Linked DNA regions of Mus musculus: region 1 is linked to region 2. Evidence: chromatin contacts called from public promoter capture Hi-C data. All regions are on one chromosome and are shown on one strand. Each heading gives the region's core, a stretch centred on a gene start, on an enhancer-like site or on the middle of the called end of the contact. The rest is flanking DNA. Distances are from core to core; before and after follow the strand shown. Region 1 holds the start of Arhgap42 (Rho GTPase activating protein 42). Region 2 overlaps Arhgap42 (Rho GTPase activating protein 42).

The links. Promoter capture Hi-C pulls out the DNA fragments that hold promoters and counts their contacts.
Region 1: a promoter capture Hi-C map of liver shows a contact between it and region 2. The contact joins the promoter of Arhgap42 here to the enhancer-like site in region 2. A contact is called at or near these places in 8 of 39 promoter capture datasets (the 3T3-L1 cell line, the C10 cell line, cancer-associated fibroblasts and 2 more), 15 of 484 Hi-C or Micro-C datasets (the C2C12 cell line, cumulus cells, embryonic fibroblasts and 9 more), 7 of 115 datasets of contacts at active chromatin or transcription factors (a colorectal cancer cell line, craniofacial prominence, embryonic fibroblasts and 4 more) and 2 of 9 other capture datasets (adipose tissue and pancreatic islet).

The regions. Positions count from the first base shown.
Region 1 is chr9:9,237,364-9,240,557 of GRCm38.p6, reverse strand. Arhgap42 (Rho GTPase activating protein 42) reads left to right here and starts at 1,531. Exons shown (of 24, transcript NM_001372563.1): 1 at 1,531-1,932. The coding sequence starts at 1,779. All of the region lies in intron 2 of Gm16833 (predicted gene, 16833), which reads right to left.
Region 2 is chr9:9,127,976-9,130,777 of GRCm38.p6, reverse strand. The region is part of intron 3 of Arhgap42 (Rho GTPase activating protein 42); the gene reads left to right. Among named protein-coding and RNA genes, the nearest start is that of Gm16833, 110 kb to the left of the region's middle. Within about 2 kb of position 1,352, at least 30 of the 459 cell types and tissues checked have an H3K27ac peak or open chromatin away from gene starts, as enhancers often do. A contact at or near this core is called in the C2C12 cell line, adipose tissue, granulosa cells and 4 more, where this site is marked.

The sequences.
Region 1 (3,194 bases), core at 282-2,781, 110 kb before region 2:
TCAATCCCTGGTTTATCCCTTGTGGAAGGAACCAGTTACAGCCGAGTGTCCCTTGACTTCCACTGTTCAGATGTGTGTTCCCATCCCTAGAAATAAATATCACAAAAAGAAAATGTATAGAACTGTCATCACACATTTCTAAAGTGTGCAGACTCGTACTAAAAATATGGATGTAAGCTTTTAAAATGAGAATTTAAAAAAAGTCATCAAGCATACTGTTTACATGGTTTTGTCTGTTTTAAAGTTTACATGCTATTTTTGCTTTTTGTTTTGTTTTGTTGTTTTGTTTGTTTGGTTTTTCGAGACAGGGTTTTTCTGGGTAGCCCTGGCTGTCCTGGAACTCACTCTGTAGACCAGGCTGGCCTCGAACTCAGAAATCCACCTGCCTCTGCCTTCCGAGTGCTGGGATTAAAGGCATGCACCACCATTCCTGGCTGTTTACATGCTACTTTTAATGTTATTGTATGGCTGAAAAAAATTGCAGCTAAAGGTTCCTGAAATTTAATTGGGAAAAAATGTAAAGCACTTCAGTGGATTTTCCCATGATTTGTACAAGTTTCTTTTTTCCTTCCTTCCTTTCTTTTTTAAAAACAGATGGTTCAAATATACAAAGCAGTGGAAATGTAGAAATTAAAAACAGATCCTTAAGAAAAGTAACGGAGTTCTCAAAAAAGCTACAGGTGAGTGCAGGATGACATAAAATAGTAGGTTATTTTGTTGTCAGGGTTTCAACAGAACGCACATTTATTAGGTCAACCTCTGCTAATTGACTCTTTGCAGGAATTCATATATATATATTCATCTCAGAGACAGTGTTTCTCTGTGTAGTCCATGTTGGCCTTGAACTCTTGGCAATTCTCCTGCTTCAGCCAGTTGAATGCAGGTATTACCTACCACCACCACCAAAGGAATTAATGATTCCTTTGAAATGCTTGATCAGGTCAAGTCGATGAAAGTCTCTGAACTTGTAGGTCCACCCACCCAGGTGTCAATTAGAGACACTAAAACAGGGGTATATAACATGTGAAATGAGTTAATAAAATCAATTCCCCTTTCTTACAGACTGAGGGATAACACCCAACACACCTCACTGATGGGTCAATGCAGCGGGGTTGGGAGTCAGGCGGGACATCCTTTCTATTTTGGACTTATGGGCAGGACCCTGAAGTGAAACTTGAACCGGCTGGGAAGTGGTAGTTCCCGCAGGGGTTAACGTGGGAGTCAGACTGTTCCTGAGGGGGACGCTGGGGGTTGGAGATGGTTTGGGGCGCACAGGGCCTGGCGCTCTCAGTGGGCCCAGACGGGGACGGGTAGGAATCGGGTGAGGCTACAACACAGCAGTGCTGGGTGCGGGGAGCAAAGTGCGCACCGCAGGGACCGGGCGGGGACCGGGCGGGGACAGCGAGGGGCGGGGAGGGTGGAGGAGGGTCTGCCCGGGAGCTGCAGGCCGGCCCGCGTGCGCTCCGCACAGGGGGCGGGTTTCCCTACGGGCCCGAGTCGCCGTGAGGCGCCGCCAGCTAAGCGCGCGCCACTGTCCCCAGGGTCAGCGAGTGACGCTGTCAGAAGACTCCTCTGCGCTACAGCTTGTAGCCTCGCCACCCCCACGGTGCGAGCGAGCGACGATGCGAGCCGGTGACAGCGCCCGGAGCCTCCGCCCGGCCTCGGGGCAGCTGCACTGAGCCCGGCGCGCGGGGCCCAGTCCTCCGCTCTCCCCAGCGCTCCCCCGCGTTCGCAGTGTCCCCGCACCCGCCGCAGCTAGCGGCCGCCGCGCCTGGGCCATGGGGCTGCCCACTCTGGAGTTCAGCGATTCGTATTTGGACAGCCCGGATTTTAGGGAGCGATTGCAGTGTCACGAGATCGAGCTGGAGAGAACCAACAAGTTCATCAAAGAGCTGCTGAAGGATGGCTCTCTGCTCATCGGGGCGCTGAGAAGTGAGTGACGGGCCCCCAAGTGTGCAAGACCCCATGGGGTGCGGGACCCTGGTTGGGAAGCCCCAGACCGAACTTCTTTTGTTTGAATGGATTGGGGACAAAAGCTGAAGAGCTCCCCTGCTGGTGGCCAACAAAGTCTGTTCTTAGTGGTGCGGATTTACTTCCCAGGCAACACTGGGGAGGAAAAGTTTCCCCTACAGCCCTTGAGAGTCAACTTTTGAGACTTGTCAGTGAAAAGTTGGTAGAGACTTTCACTTTTGTTTGTTGTTGCTAAAGTTTCGGTGCCTGGTTGTTGTTGTTGTTGTTTTTGGTGGGGGGTTGGTTTTGTTGTTGTTGTTTTAAATTGTTTTGATTTTTCGTTTTAAGGTGGTGGAGAGAGCCACGCCAGTCAGGGCAACAGAGTGAGACCCTGTCTCATAAACAAAACAAACAAACCAAACAACAACAACAACAAATCAAAGCAAGCCAAACTCTCTGGGAAGAGTGGAAACAAGGGAGTCTGGAGAGTTAAAGTGAAGCTAGTGAATTTAATAATACTTTAGGAAAAGTAATTTCATACAACAATGACTCGTCATTGATTTGACCTTTTAAAAATACACGTCTGCAGTTTGGCCATTGGTAAGCTGTTTGGACCCAATAGGGTACCCGTGTATTTTAAAGCCCTTGTGAGTGTTCTGTTCGTATTAAATTTTGGCTTGCATCGTGTGGTGTGCAGTGTTGGTCATTGGTGAGAGCTCAGGTCTACATTCAGTCAGACCTGGTAGATGTCAGTATCTTTCCCACACTTCTCCCTTCAGGATATTCTTTACTCGTTTCTCCTTTAGAACTTCCCCTTCCATTATTACAACTCAAGCTTTCTCATACTGAGAACCAAGTGGATTACTTAGTACACGCTAAACGTTAACCATTGCCTTTCCCAGAATCCACTTGTGTCTTACATGGAAAATTGGGAAGGCTTCAGCTTCTGAAAAGAGAAGTGCTTCGGACTCTGGCCTCTTATGAGGGCGCTTACAGGATGGAGAGGCCTCTGGGTGATCTGGTAGTCCCCAGGACATGTTCAGGGTTGCTGTAATTGCACAGATGGAATGCCCATTGTCAATTAATTGGGATTTGAGACTACTATGATAATGATTATTTACTGTGGTTTGTGACAATGTGCAATGCTTCTTTGCAGTTCCTTGAGTTGTTACTAGGGAACCCTCCTCGCCAGGGATGCCTCCTCATAGAGGCTAAACCATTCCTGGTGTGTTATGCTAGGCAGG
Region 2 (2,802 bases), core at 103-2,602:
TGTGGAAAGTGCCTTTGTTGGCTCATCTATCTTATAAGTTTCCATTTAACCTCTTTTAAAGATCACCTCTGCTTTGTGGGTAAGTTAATTTCATAGATTTGAACTGATTAGCATAAAACTATTAGCCAAACAAAAGTGCCTGGAGACTAGCAGTTGCTATGTCAATCCTGAGCATGGTCTGTGCTGTGTATATATAATTGAAGCACATTTAAACCTTTTCCCTTGATTATGGTTGGTATATGCCTCTTATCATTTCATTAAACATCTAGTATTCAGGCAGCTATAAGTAATGTGGTATATATTCCTATATACCCTCCAGATTCCCAATGCATGAAATCACTTTTGTCTTTCTCCAGGATTTAAGCCCGTGTTTTCTAGGACTAAATCTGATTTTGAGTTTTATCATTGTGTTTGAATTGTTCTCACCGCATGAAACGCTGTGGTGTTTCAAGCTCACACTGGCCCTGTAATTATGCCACAACTATGATTGTGAAAGCGGCCCCACACCAGAATCTTGTATTGTTAAATATTTCTATGTAGTTTGTGTGTGTGTGTGTGTGTGTGTGTGTGTGTGTGTGTGTGTGTGGTGTGTGTGTACACATGCCTGTATTTACCAAGAATGTCAGGTACCTCTCGTGTCACTCTCTGCTTGATTCCTTTGAAGCAGAGCCTCTCACCCTGAACTTGTAAGGAAAGAATTAACTTACTTTAAATAGAGTGGTCAAACCATTTATTTTTGAGACTGCTATTTTGTGACTCCTATAAAAAAAGATCCTCTGAATTTTTCAAAGTTGCTTTTTAGTAACCCAGAAGAGAGATGAAAACTGTCCCTAAATTTGCATTAATTTCTAAAGTGAAACTCTGAGAAGTCATGACTTCATAGCAGATCCCCTAGGAAGACGGGGCTCCATTAGTGATGTCTGCTATCACATGGTGGAGCAGTCTTTGGCCTAAATATACCACTCTCACTCCAGAAGGGACACTATCTGTCCTATGCTATTACAAGGTTGTCATCTCACTTAGGTCCAGATTATTTTCAATTAAGCCTAACTTGGACACAAAAGAAGCAGATTCAGTGTATAGATAGGCTATGATATATTGTTTCTTGGTAAACCAGAACCTACATGCCTGGATCAATAGACATTTGTATTGTGAAACATGAAAGACAATGTCCAAGTTACTTATGACACAAAAATCCCTCTCATTCACCCAGAGAGAGTAGTTGCTTTAATTTTGCCAGCTCTTCCCTGTGTGGAATCATAGATAACAATTACTAATAGCTGGGCCTGTCTCATGGGAAGTTCCTGGCAACTTGCACCAAGGGTTTTTTCCATGGTGGTTTCAGGGTTCTTGTTTTTGTTTGTGCAGGCGTTGGGTTCAATTTCAGGTCAGGGGTTCCTCAGTGGCCCTTCCTCCACTCTGTAGTAATGGCCTTTGGAAGCCTCAGGAGGAATACAACCTTACAAATAACAACAGTGTGAAAAACAAGGGTTGCCCAATATAATATGTAATTCACATTCCTGTGTCCTTTAACCACATTCTGCACTCCTATGGTAGCTCATGAAATAGTCTTGACTCTGGGCTGCGAGTTTCAGGGCCTCGTGTACTGTGGCTGTTGCCAGAGCCTGTGTAGCAGGCTGCTTTTTCTGTACTTTTGCCATGTGTCCTCACCCTCAATGTGGCAAGAATGCATGTCCTGTTGAGGGTATTTTTTTTTTTAAAGATTTATTTATTATATGTAAGTACACTGTAGCTGTCTTCAGACACTCCAGAAGAGGGCGTCAGATCTTGTTACGGATAGTTGTGAGCCACCATGTGGTTGCTGGGATTTGAACTTGGGACCTCCGGAAGAGTAGTCGGTGCTCTTAACCACTGAGCCATCTCGCCAGCCCGCTGTTGAGGGTATTTTTACCTGTTCTTCTTTCCACTGAAAATCCTCCGGAGAGTTAAGTAGGGGTTGAGGAGCATGAGGGTGGGAGGGTGGGAGGAGTGTGGGGTGGGAGTGTGAAGTATGGGGGTGTGAGGTATGGGTTTGTGTGTGTGTGTGTGTGTTTGTGTGTGTGTATGTGTGTGTGTGGTGTAACGGGGTGAGAGGAGGTTATAGTTCAAGGCACAGTTTCAAGCTTTGTTCTCTCTGAGCACTTTGCTTTTCTTCTTGTTTGCTTGGTCTACTTAGTTATGTGAATATTGGAGCCGTGCTTCATCCAGAGAGCCACAGCCATCTGAGACAACAGTGGATCTACATCTTGAAGACCTCTCTTCCTCTTGTCTTTAACCAGCCTTTATATGGGAAGGGAAACAGCCATGGCCCTCTGGTCAGGGGGTCAGTCTTGTCTCTGAGGTGCCTGTTGTTGTTTCGCTCCATAGTGTCTCCTCTCTGTAGTCAGGGGCATGTTTGTAAGCACCAAGGACACCAAGGCATTCCTCCATTTTTTCCTATGTCCACACACAGCCATTTTGGCTTCACTGTCTCTTCCAACAGTCAAAGTCATCAACAGAGGGTGGGACTCACACAAGGAGTTACTCTGACCCGTACCTCACAGGTTAAGGTCCTATCATCTCTCTGTTTTAGTTTCATTCTGGTGCTTGTCCTTATTGTTACTGCTTTAAGTATTATTATTATTTTGCTTATTGAACGATCTTTCTGAACTTCAATATATAAGCTGCTTAAGAGGAGAAGCATTATCTTACAGAGAACTTGCTTACAGTGGCTGATTTACATTTATTAACCCAGGAATTAGCGGTTGAAATATTGTAAGCTAATCCCTGGACACACATGGCTGTGGTTTGCCATACTTAATT